Linked DNA regions of Urocitellus parryii: region 1 is linked to region 2. Evidence: chromatin contacts called from public Hi-C data. All regions are on one chromosome and are shown on one strand. The core of a region is the stretch at or near the end of the contact, and the rest is flanking DNA. Distances in the headings are between cores, read along the strand shown. Region 1 holds the start of Cdk6 (cyclin dependent kinase 6). Region 2 holds the start of Fam133b (family with sequence similarity 133 member B).

Evidence for each region. A called contact is a pair of places that touch in the nucleus more often than the background predicts.
Region 1: a contact with region 2 is called in a Hi-C map of muscle, with 4 times the contacts expected there. The contact joins the promoter of Cdk6 here to the promoter of Fam133b in region 2. A contact is called at or near these places in 2 of 2 Hi-C or Micro-C datasets (liver and muscle).

What each region holds. Positions count from the first base shown.
Region 1 is chr3:29,205,460-29,210,552 of mUroPar1.hap1, reverse strand. It overlaps Cdk6 (cyclin dependent kinase 6), which reads left to right and starts at 3,375. Exons shown (of 7, transcript XM_026391545.2): 1 at 3,375-3,690. The coding sequence starts at 3,458.
Region 2 is chr3:28,989,444-28,994,361 of mUroPar1.hap1, reverse strand. Fam133b (family with sequence similarity 133 member B) reads left to right here and starts at 2,878. Exons shown (of 11, transcript XM_026391563.2): 1 at 2,878-2,984. The coding sequence starts at 2,961.

The sequences.
Region 1 (5,093 bases), core at 2,126-4,625, 220 kb before region 2:
CTGGCCCCGCCGCCCGGTGGGTCTCGGGCAGAGTACGCGTCGCGGGTCCCCGCCTCCGCCCCTGCCGCGCGGCCGCCCCCATCGCCTCCCCAGCTCGGGCCCCCAGCCCCGGCCGCAGCCCCGAGGCCCCCGTCCGCCCCCAGCGAGCTGCGCGGGCGGCGCCCTCCGCGGTCCCTCCGCCCTCCGCCGTTGTGCCCACCCCCTCGCCCTCGCCGGAGAGAGTGCTGGTGACTCCTTCCCCAGTCTGGTTACCTGCTCCGCGCGCGGTGGACACGTGCGGAGGTCTGAGTGACACTCGTAGCCCCCTCGGGAGGCCCGACGCGCCTGGGCCCCTCAGGTGAGGAGCTTTGGTCTCTGGTGGGTGGGCTCGGGGTGGGGGGTCCCAGGGGACATCTGGGGGATTGCTAGGGTCGGAGGCAAGAATGTGGGTGGGGGCGAGTGGGGGGTGGGGGGAAACTGTGTGTCCTCGGAATCGACTTTGGTTAACCCCTTACGAACTGAGATGGGGTAAGTTACGGGGGGCTGGGTTTGGGGAGCTAAAAGGAGTTTTATCTAATCTGGCGGGAGGGGGACATCCCGCACTAGGACACCCCAATACCAAGATCCTGTGCCAGCTCCCACATATCTGTGCGCACAAACACCCACACATACACTTCTCATCCAACTTCTCCAAACGGAACTTGAACTCTACTCGGACATTCACATAATAATCTACATTCACCGTGTAAAATGCACTGCCTCTGGGGACTCCATGCTGGAGAACGTGTTTCCGTGCCCCCCAAATTATTTCCCCAGGAAAGCTCCCTCTGCAGCTTGTTGAGGTGTGGGTGTGGGCTCCATCTTCCCCACCATGAAATAAATGTTAACGCGGGCTTCCTGCTGGCAACCCCGCGGGCGTGTTATGCACAGAGGAGTGCACGCAGCCGACCAGTGCCCAAGCTTTCAGCCCCGCGAGGACACACGTTTGCTTTAGTTTCCAAGTTTATTTTTATTACTTAAAATATCGAAGTTAAAACGCACGCCCGCAGCGAGCAGCTCCGGGCCCCGCAGCGCGCTGGTCCGTGTGCACGTGGGCGCATCTGCATGTGCGCACACGCGGGAGTCGCGGTCCCCGGTGCGGCCTCTTCTCGCTGCGCTGGTGGCGACCCTTGCGGTGCTTGGCAGGCTTCGGGAGAGGCACATGAAGGATTTCATTGAGTGTGAAGACAGAGAGCAGAGACAGAAAGCAGAAGGAGGCGGCTGCAGCCTTTGTAGTCGCGGAGGAATGCGGAAATGTTGAAGCACTATGTCAAACTTTTTTGAAATGGGGTCAAGTCACATTCAGCCAGCGTGGGAAAGCAACAACAACAACAAAAAAAAGTGGAGGAGAGGGGGGGAAAAGGCATTGCTGCTCCCGTTTCCCTCTGCTGAAGCCGACCGTCCGCGAGCGAGGGGGGAGAGCCAGCGCGGGTGGTGCGGGGCCGGGCGGGGGCAGCGGGCGCAGTTCCCTGCGGGGGTGGGACGTCCCCGACGCTTCCTTTGCGGCGGGGCCCAGGGCTGGACTCGAGCGGGAGGGGGAGGGGGACGTGGGAGGGGAGGACTGGGCGGCCGCCGGCTGCTCCCCCGCTACCTGTGTGGCCCTCGACCTGGCTCAGACCCCGGGGCAGGCTCTGGGGGCTCTTTCCTCGGCTTTTAAGGAAAGTTTTGAAAAGAGTAAGTGTTGAGAGGCCCTGCCCTCGCTGCGGTCCGCTCCGCCCGCACACCGTGGGGGTCGCGCTATTTGTTTTTTCTTTAATTTCTGGCAGAAGGCGAGCGGCCCGCGGTTGCGGGGCAGGTAACTCCGAGGTGTCCTGGGAATTCTGGACACGTTGCTAGCGTGGCGAATGTCCGGCGGTGGCTGAGGCGCCTGTGGGGGAGGGAGTTTCCCTACGTCCTGTATAGGGGAGGGAAAGTTAGGGTACCCCTTTCAGGCACTTTGTTGTGCAGAGGGTTCTGGGGATTGGGGGCGCCCAGCTGAAGACAGGACCTGGCCCAAAGGGCAGTGGAGCAGCCACCCGCGCTACTTCTATCAGGACGACACTGGCAGTGGGGAAAGGTTCCTGAGTCCGGGTACCCTCGGCACAGCCCCCTCTCCCTCACCCTAGGAGCCATGGCCTTTACTACCTCCACCCCCACCCTTTTTAGGGAGGTGGCGTTTTGCTCTGGTTGAAATCAGAAAACTTCAAGTCAAGACACGGTTATGGTGTCTTCTTCCTTAAGTTACTCTTTTAAGGACACGACAAGCGAAAGTGTGGCGAACATCCCTTTCTCCCACTCTTGGGCTCCCGTGGGGGACTCCCCCCCTTCCAGGGCCTCTCGTCCTCCCACCCCAAGTAGCCCCAGCCCTCCCCAACCCGATGGTTGTCTTCCCTGGGTTTCCACCAGGGAGGTCCTCCGAGTCGGAGGAGAATTCCATTTCCCACCAAGACTCCTTTACCCCCCAAAGACCATTTGCGTGTGCGAATCGTTTTTAAATGTCTCCTCGAGGAAAAACTGAAAGTAGAAAGAAAGGAAGCAATTTCCGAGCAGATGTCTGACCACCCCTTTTCGCACACTCCCAGCATCGGATTACAGGGTCCCGAGAGCCCCCACCCACATTCTGCGGCCCCAAACGGGTGGACCCTCAGTCCGTTCACACCACATTGTGCATGGTCCCTGAAGGCACCAGGACCCCCACTCCCTGTACTTCCAGGTCCCAGGAGGCGAGGAGGGTAGCCGCGCATACAATCATAAAGGTATAAATATTAAGCCGTGACATTGACGTCCCCAGCGCCTCCCTCCCCCCCGCGCTCCCAGCACACTCTGGGCTGCTCGGCACGCCCCCTCCCGTTCCACTGCGTCCCGCGCGGCGCGCTCATCCCCGAGGGGCCCCTGCAACCTCTCCTCGCGAAGACGGCTCCAGCCCTGTAGGGAAAGAAAAGTAACTTCGCTTTTCTCGGTGAAACCAGGAAGGATTAGGAGGCTTGGAGAAGGCCGGAGCTCGCGGAGGGTAGCGACTCGGGCTTCATGAAGGAGGAGGAGGGGAATCTAGAGGAACCCCGTGGAAGGCTCCTGGGATGTCTGATTGCACTTTCTTGTTTTCCCGTCTTCTCTTTTAGGTGCAAAGATTGTGGACCGAGACGCGTTCGGACAGAGACTATGTAATCGGTGCGGTGTCTGTGTAGAGGACTTCGCTTCGGGGAGGGAAGAGGAGGGATCCACTCGCTCCTCCGGCGGCGACTCGGCAGGCGGAGTTTCGCGGCGGCACCAGGGTTACGCCAGCCGGCGGAGAGGTCGCTCCATCCAGTCCAGCGTCCGCGAGAGCCCCTGAGTCCGAGCGCCGGAGCCAGCGGGGGCGAGGGCGAGCAAGACCGAGCTCCGGGAGCACCGGAGGAGACTAGCGAACCAACCGCACCCCCGCCCGCCCCAGCTGCGCCGTGCCGGGAGGCGTCAAGGCGACATGGAGAAGGACGGCCTGAGCCGCGCGGACCAGCAGTACGAGTGCGTGGCGGAGATCGGGGAGGGCGCCTATGGGAAGGTGTTCAAAGCCCGCGACCTGAAGAACGGAGGCCGGTTCGTGGCACTGAAGCGCGTGCGGGTGCAGACGGGCGAGGAGGGCATGCCGCTCTCCACCATCCGCGAGGTGGCGGTGCTGAGGCACCTGGAGACCTTCGAGCACCCCAACGTGGTCAGGTGAGCTGGGTGCAGCGCCCGCACCGTCGGGGGCAGCGCTTCTGGTGAGGCCAGGCCGGGGATCCTCGGACTTAGGAAGGTTCCAGGCAGGGGGGCTGGGGAAGGCCAGGGCCACCCGTCGATCTGACTGAGTAAGTTTTGTTGCCAGAGCCGGTGACCTTACCAGCCAGAAAGACCAGTCAGAAAAAGAGACCTACGCAGGCTTCCCCCGCTGCTGGGCAGTTCCGAAGCCTGTACTGAAGGGGATCCAGGGGAGTTGGGTGCCTTTTAGGGACGTGGAACCTACCAACTCGAGGCACTCCCCGCCAGCCCCCACATATTTTTCTCTGCCATGGGGAATTTTTGAGAAACTGAAAATGAGTGAGAAAGACAACAAGTTGCAGGTGATAATTAATAGGTCGGGACTTTAAGGGTGGAGCCTAGGGTAAGTACCGCTTTAAAGAAAATGAAGAAACTCAAGAACATGTTTACCAATCACACCCAGTTTCTTTTTGTTAAAGTTTCATAATAAAAGTGGGTTCTGGTGGTCTAAGGAATTTCATTGCTGATGATCAGTGTCAAGCAGCGTCATTTAAAAAATGTCTTCCAAAAACTGTTACCTGTTTGTCTGACTTCATATCTCTGGACTGACACAGTCCTTAGATTCCCTTTCCCAAGGGTTAGATGTGAGTCCATGTTATGGTATCTTTAAATTCCTTGCTTTCCTTGGACTGGTCCTGCAAGTTGGTGGGAAGACAGCAGTTAACAGTCTCTCTTGTGAGTAGTAACCAGTATTAAAAGAAAGTGTGTGGACTTAGTATAATGGTGTTCTCTTGGTGATCCTGGAATTTCCCCATTGTGTGGTTGTGTCATCCCTTTCTTTTTAAACAGATGCATAGCTTCATAGCTTCAAATCGAAAAGAAGTGGACAGAAGCTTCTTCAAATTGGGTTGTGATTTTACCCTTTTCAGCTCTTTACCTTCAGTGTGTTGGAGAAAGGAGATCCTGGGATCTTCTTGTCTACTCATCCATCTAGGTATCCTGTTGAGCGACTGCTTGCCTACCGTGTGACCTCCATGAAATTATGTAAATAAACACAGCTAAATATTCTTGTAAGAAGTCAAACAGTTTAACATTAGTCCTCAAAATGAAGAGACCCAAGTCTGACCTTTGAAATACCAAGCCCTCTGTGGACTTAGGGAGACCAAGTGTCTATGGAATCTCACTGGGAGGTTTTAACTTGTCTCCTCTTATCCTGGGCTGGGTGATTTGTGTGGTGTTTTGTTCCCCACACAGTGAGAATCAGGGGAAAAGACAGCAAAGAATCATAAATACATAAATAAGGTAGTCAAGGGCAATAGAGAGAGGACCCCCATTATACCTCCATTTTAGCTAGTCAAGTGGCGGGAGGCAAAAGATAATGA
Region 2 (4,918 bases), core at 1,629-4,128:
CCAGTAAGAGTAGATTGTATAAACTTTTCAGAAACTTTCCTGGATATATTCAAATATATTCAATAGTTTCCTAGACATACTCAAGATGAATAATATGAAATCTCCCATCTTGTTGGTTAGAAATTGCTGAATATCTGCAATTTTATAATGCCAACTAATATATCCTCTTGTTTATACATAAGATATCATAATCCATAAACTGTTTTATAATCCTCTTTTTCTCTCAATAATGCATAGTGGTCAATTTTCCATATCAACACATATGGCTGGCTCTACATTACTTTTTCAGTATCTCCCCAGTTTGGCATTGCATGGATGCACCATCCATTAATCAAATCCTTTATATAATGGTTATGTCTTTTGCTCTCTTATTAATACAGTTAGAGAAATTACAAAGGGTCTTCAAACATGAAAGCTTCATGCTTCTATTTCCAGTCTAGAACATGCCAACATCAGATACTGTGTTCATGGATTAGGTTTCTGTGCTTCTCTCCATTGTTGAAATTCTGAAATGCCCACACAATAATGAGAAATAGAGGAAAATCAACTAATGATATTAAATTTGTACATAGACCCTAGTGCATCCAAGTCTTCCTAATGTTAAAGATGCCCCCTGAGTTATCATCATTGAATATTATTCCAGTTGAAAATTTCTGCCTTAAAGGCTTATTAGTATTGTTACTATTTACAGTTTTGCCTTTCATCCTTTTTATTGTTACCCCCCCCTCCCACACACACACACACCTTGCTGCTCCCATTCAAGAAGTTTTGCCAGCACAATAAAGTAAAGCTTATTCCCCTGGCATTCTAGGTCCTTTTCCTCCAACTCCAGGGACTTTTCCAGTCTTGCCTCACCTCTACCACAGGTGTTCCATGCTACCACACCTGGCTGCATCCCCTCTCCTCTTTTATCCAGGCAGTTCCCTCTGTTTGGAGTGTCCTTCCCTCTCCGTTTTTCTGTGAGAAGTTGGCCAAGGATCACAGGCCACCTGAAATGCCCCTTCTCAATCCTCCCGGGTTCCTTACCCCTTCCACTTCTGAAGGTAGCCTGATGCTGTAAGGGAAGCACATGCTTTCATGTTTTCATATTTAATCATGTGCATTTGGTCCCCAACTTCTCTGCTTTCTTGCTGTGAGACCTGGAGCAAATTATTTGGTTTCTCTAAGCCCCAGTTTTTCTCATGTGAAAAATGGCATGCAATCTCTTCATTACACCCAGAATATTTGAGAGAGCATGTAAGTTCATTGCTAAAAGGAAAGTATTTATTCACAGATCACACGTGTAAAAAGATGTGTAAACAATTCTTCCCATTGAGTGGATGTGAGGTATACCTTGGATGTGAGGTATACCTTGAGAAGATTTGGTCTGATCTAGACTTTATCAACTGCTGAAGCCTTAATTATCTCCATGGCTCCTCAGTCGTTTTCCTCTTTCTCTTTCCTTCCCTGGAATCCATGCTCTATCCAGGAGGGGCTAGTACCTTGCCAGAGGGGATCTATGTAAAGAAAACACAAAATTTTGTGTTAACTAATAGCATCATTATATGTTTTAAAAATCTCTGTACCCACAAAAGTAATCAAAGGGCAAGAAAGTGAAAAGTAAGAAGGAGCTTAGAAGGGAAAAAGTTTTCTCCTGCATGTATTCTCATGCTCTCAGGTTGAGATGCTGTAAATAATATCTGCCAAATGCTAGAATATTAAAAACAATATAAATGAGCCATGAGTAAAGAAGAATTTAATATTCACAGATTCTCCTCTCCTTCTTGTGCAGAAAGAAAAGTGTGTCTTTGGTCAGAGTCCTCAGCTTACATCTGCTAATGGAGTTAGACAAATGAAGACCATAGGCCTGATCTGCACTAGGAAGCAAAGTGGGCTACTCGAGTGGAATATGGAGAACTGCCAAAGACTGCATTTGAGAGAGTTTGGGGAAAGTTTTGAGAAAGAAAGTAGGAGTTGGAAACATCTGTTCTACAATGCAATATAAGAGAGAGAGAGGGAGAGAGCCAGAGTGGAAAAGATGATTTGAAAGCCTTTTAGTGAATGTAATGAAAATAAGTCCCCTTATGCCATTTTCCAAGAGTCCAGAAAGGATCCTAATTGATTTTCAGTTACTTCCTAATACTCTTTGCTAACATGAAACCCGAGGAGGAGCCATTTTATCCAAGACTATAAATACTTAATATGTAGTACCCTTCTCTGGAGCCTAGATCGTCTCCCTTGAAGCTACAGTGCTGTGCTAACAATATTACGGCACACCACGCAGAGAGTTGGTCCTATATGTGTTTATCTCCCTTACCTGTTTATAACCACGCTGCTTGAAAGCACAGATGGTGTCTTAACTGTCTTTGTGTTTGGTCCCAGCTCCAGCTTAGGACACCTAGCTAGTGAAAAGTAGATGATGGAAAATTAGTGTGAAAGGAATGCACGGGTGATGGATGAATGAAATTGAATTTATAGGGCGGTTTCGTTAGCAACATCTGTGACAGTGTTGTCTTTCTCCTCCAGCAGCTGATGGACTCTGAGCAACCAGTGGGCCCTCACTTTATCCCCAGCACCTGCACCATGTCAACCACATAATAAACGTTGGGCTAATTTTATATCCCCTAGAATGAATATTTCAACACATAAAGATTGGAAGAAAACAAAACAATCCAAGTCCAGACGGAAACAAGCTGCCTCGGGGAGACCGCCATACAGACGCGCAGGGTCCGCCCCACACCAGGTGGGTGAAAGCTACTGGAATCCCCCAGCAGATCCTTGGGAAGCGCAGGAGATCGCTGGCGCCTGCATATCCTCCGCGGCGGAAGGGGGCGCTGTGGCCGAAATCAGCTGTCGGTTCGCGCGGCGCCGCTCTTTGGACGGGGAGGGAAGCCGTCCGTAGGACCCGCGGCGGGCCCGCTTCGGCTGCTCCGCTGGCCTGGTCTCTCTCGGCGTCTTCACTGTGCGCTCCGACCGGCACCATGGGGAAGCGGGACAATCGAGTGGTGAGTACTCGACGGGGTAAACAGTGGGGTGACTGGGGGCCGGCCGGCAGGAAAGCGGGTCTTCTCGCCCTTTCCGGCTCGGCGGGAGGGCTAGCGGCTACGCTCGGACCTGGGGCCGCGAGACCTAGCACCCTCCGCCATCCCAGACGCGCGTGCGCCAGGCACACAGTTGGCGCCTTCGGGTCCCCAACTTTCTCCCCGGCCCTCCCTTTTGTCCCCCACCCCGCCGCTCCCTCTGGCACTGCTCCCTAGCTCCCTTTCCTCCCGCTCCCGCGCCAGCAGTACCCACTTTTTACAGCCGCAAAGACCCAGGGGGAAATCTGCCCCTTTCTGTCTGTAATTTCGAACTCTGAGGCTCGTGGAGGCTCCGGGACTCTCCCGTTCCTCTGGATCGCGCAGCCCAGCTCGGCGCCTAGGCCTAGGCCATGGCTTCTGCACCCGGGGGCCAGCAGCGCGCCAGGCTTTAGCTACGGACGGGCTAGCATTTGAGAACTGGGGTCGCAGCATTTGATCGCATACTGTCTGGCGCCAGCAAAAGGGATGTGTGGCGTGGAAATAGTTGACTGTGGAGTTCCGAGCAGAGTTCAATGCCAGTTTTGGTACTTCGGGAATTAGGTGACTTAGGTTACTTTTCCCCCCTGAACCTGTTATAAAAGGGGATCATTATTACCCACAACCTCGCAGAATAGTTAGGACCACAAAAGGCATGATGCCCAAGAGAGTGTGTGGCATGAAGATTACTACTCAGTGAGAAAAGGATTAAGTAATTCATTGCAGGAGGAGTAATAAATGATACCTGATAGACGTTTGAGGTTCTCAGGGCATTCCAAAGAGAAGGTACTTTGGACAAGGAAAGCATTCAAATCGCTGGAGGTGCAGAAGGGCTGCGGATTGGTTTCAAAAGCCCAGGTTCTGAATCAGGTTGTATGAGCAGTAAACCTGAGAGAATAGTGAATAAGAATGGGTTGTAGCCTGGTGATTCTTGGGCTTGTGTATTACAGAATTTTAATCATTGATTAGCAAAATGAGGAAAATATAAAGCTAATGTACTACGTTCTAGGTTTGGGGTTTTTTTTTTTTAACAATTATTTGCGGGAGTGTTTGTGTATGTGCTAAAAGAGCCTCACTGTTATGAAATGACATTTCCCAACTTACTTAAAAGTGTTTGTTTTATGTAGTCTGTAATTGGAAAATATCTAGGAACCACTGAGGTAGTGAACCTTGATTATAAAGTTGAAGAATATTCTTTTTTCCTGACTGCAAGACTTTGCTGTAGTGACTTGATGACCGTAGTTGAAACTGTGTTGTGCCAGGCATCAAACTTAGGTTTGAGATGTTGAAATGTTTGGGCTCTTTTAATGTTCTTGGGCCTTGAACTTAGAAATCATCTGACTTTGGCTGCAGTTTTTTTATAGAGACCTAAAGTGTTTCCTTTTACTGGGAGGAAAATTTTGGTTTTAAAGCATTTGAAAAACTTAACCAAATTAGATTAATTTACTAGAGCATTTTGATAACAACTGCGTACTTTTTTGTATGCTATCATGGCACAGAGTGTTCTGGTAACATTTATTTGTACTTCAAAGATTGTGAGAATAAAAACATGAAATTAAGAGGCAGAAGACACATATGGTCTAATTCAGTCAACTTATTGCACAGAGAAAGGGATAGTACTGTTTCAACTGGGACTGGTTAAACTTGGGTCATTTTTGTTTTTAAGACTTTTTTAAAAAACATTTTTAGATTCACAGCAAAATTTCTGCTTACACACATACATAACCTCCCCATTATCAACATCCCCTTTATTTGTTCTAATTGATGACCTACTCTAACATATCATTGTCAACCAAAGTCAGTAGTTTGAATTAGGGTTCACTCACTCTTGGTGTTATACATTTGATTATCTTGAAAACAATTCAGGTTGATTCTTTCTTTGA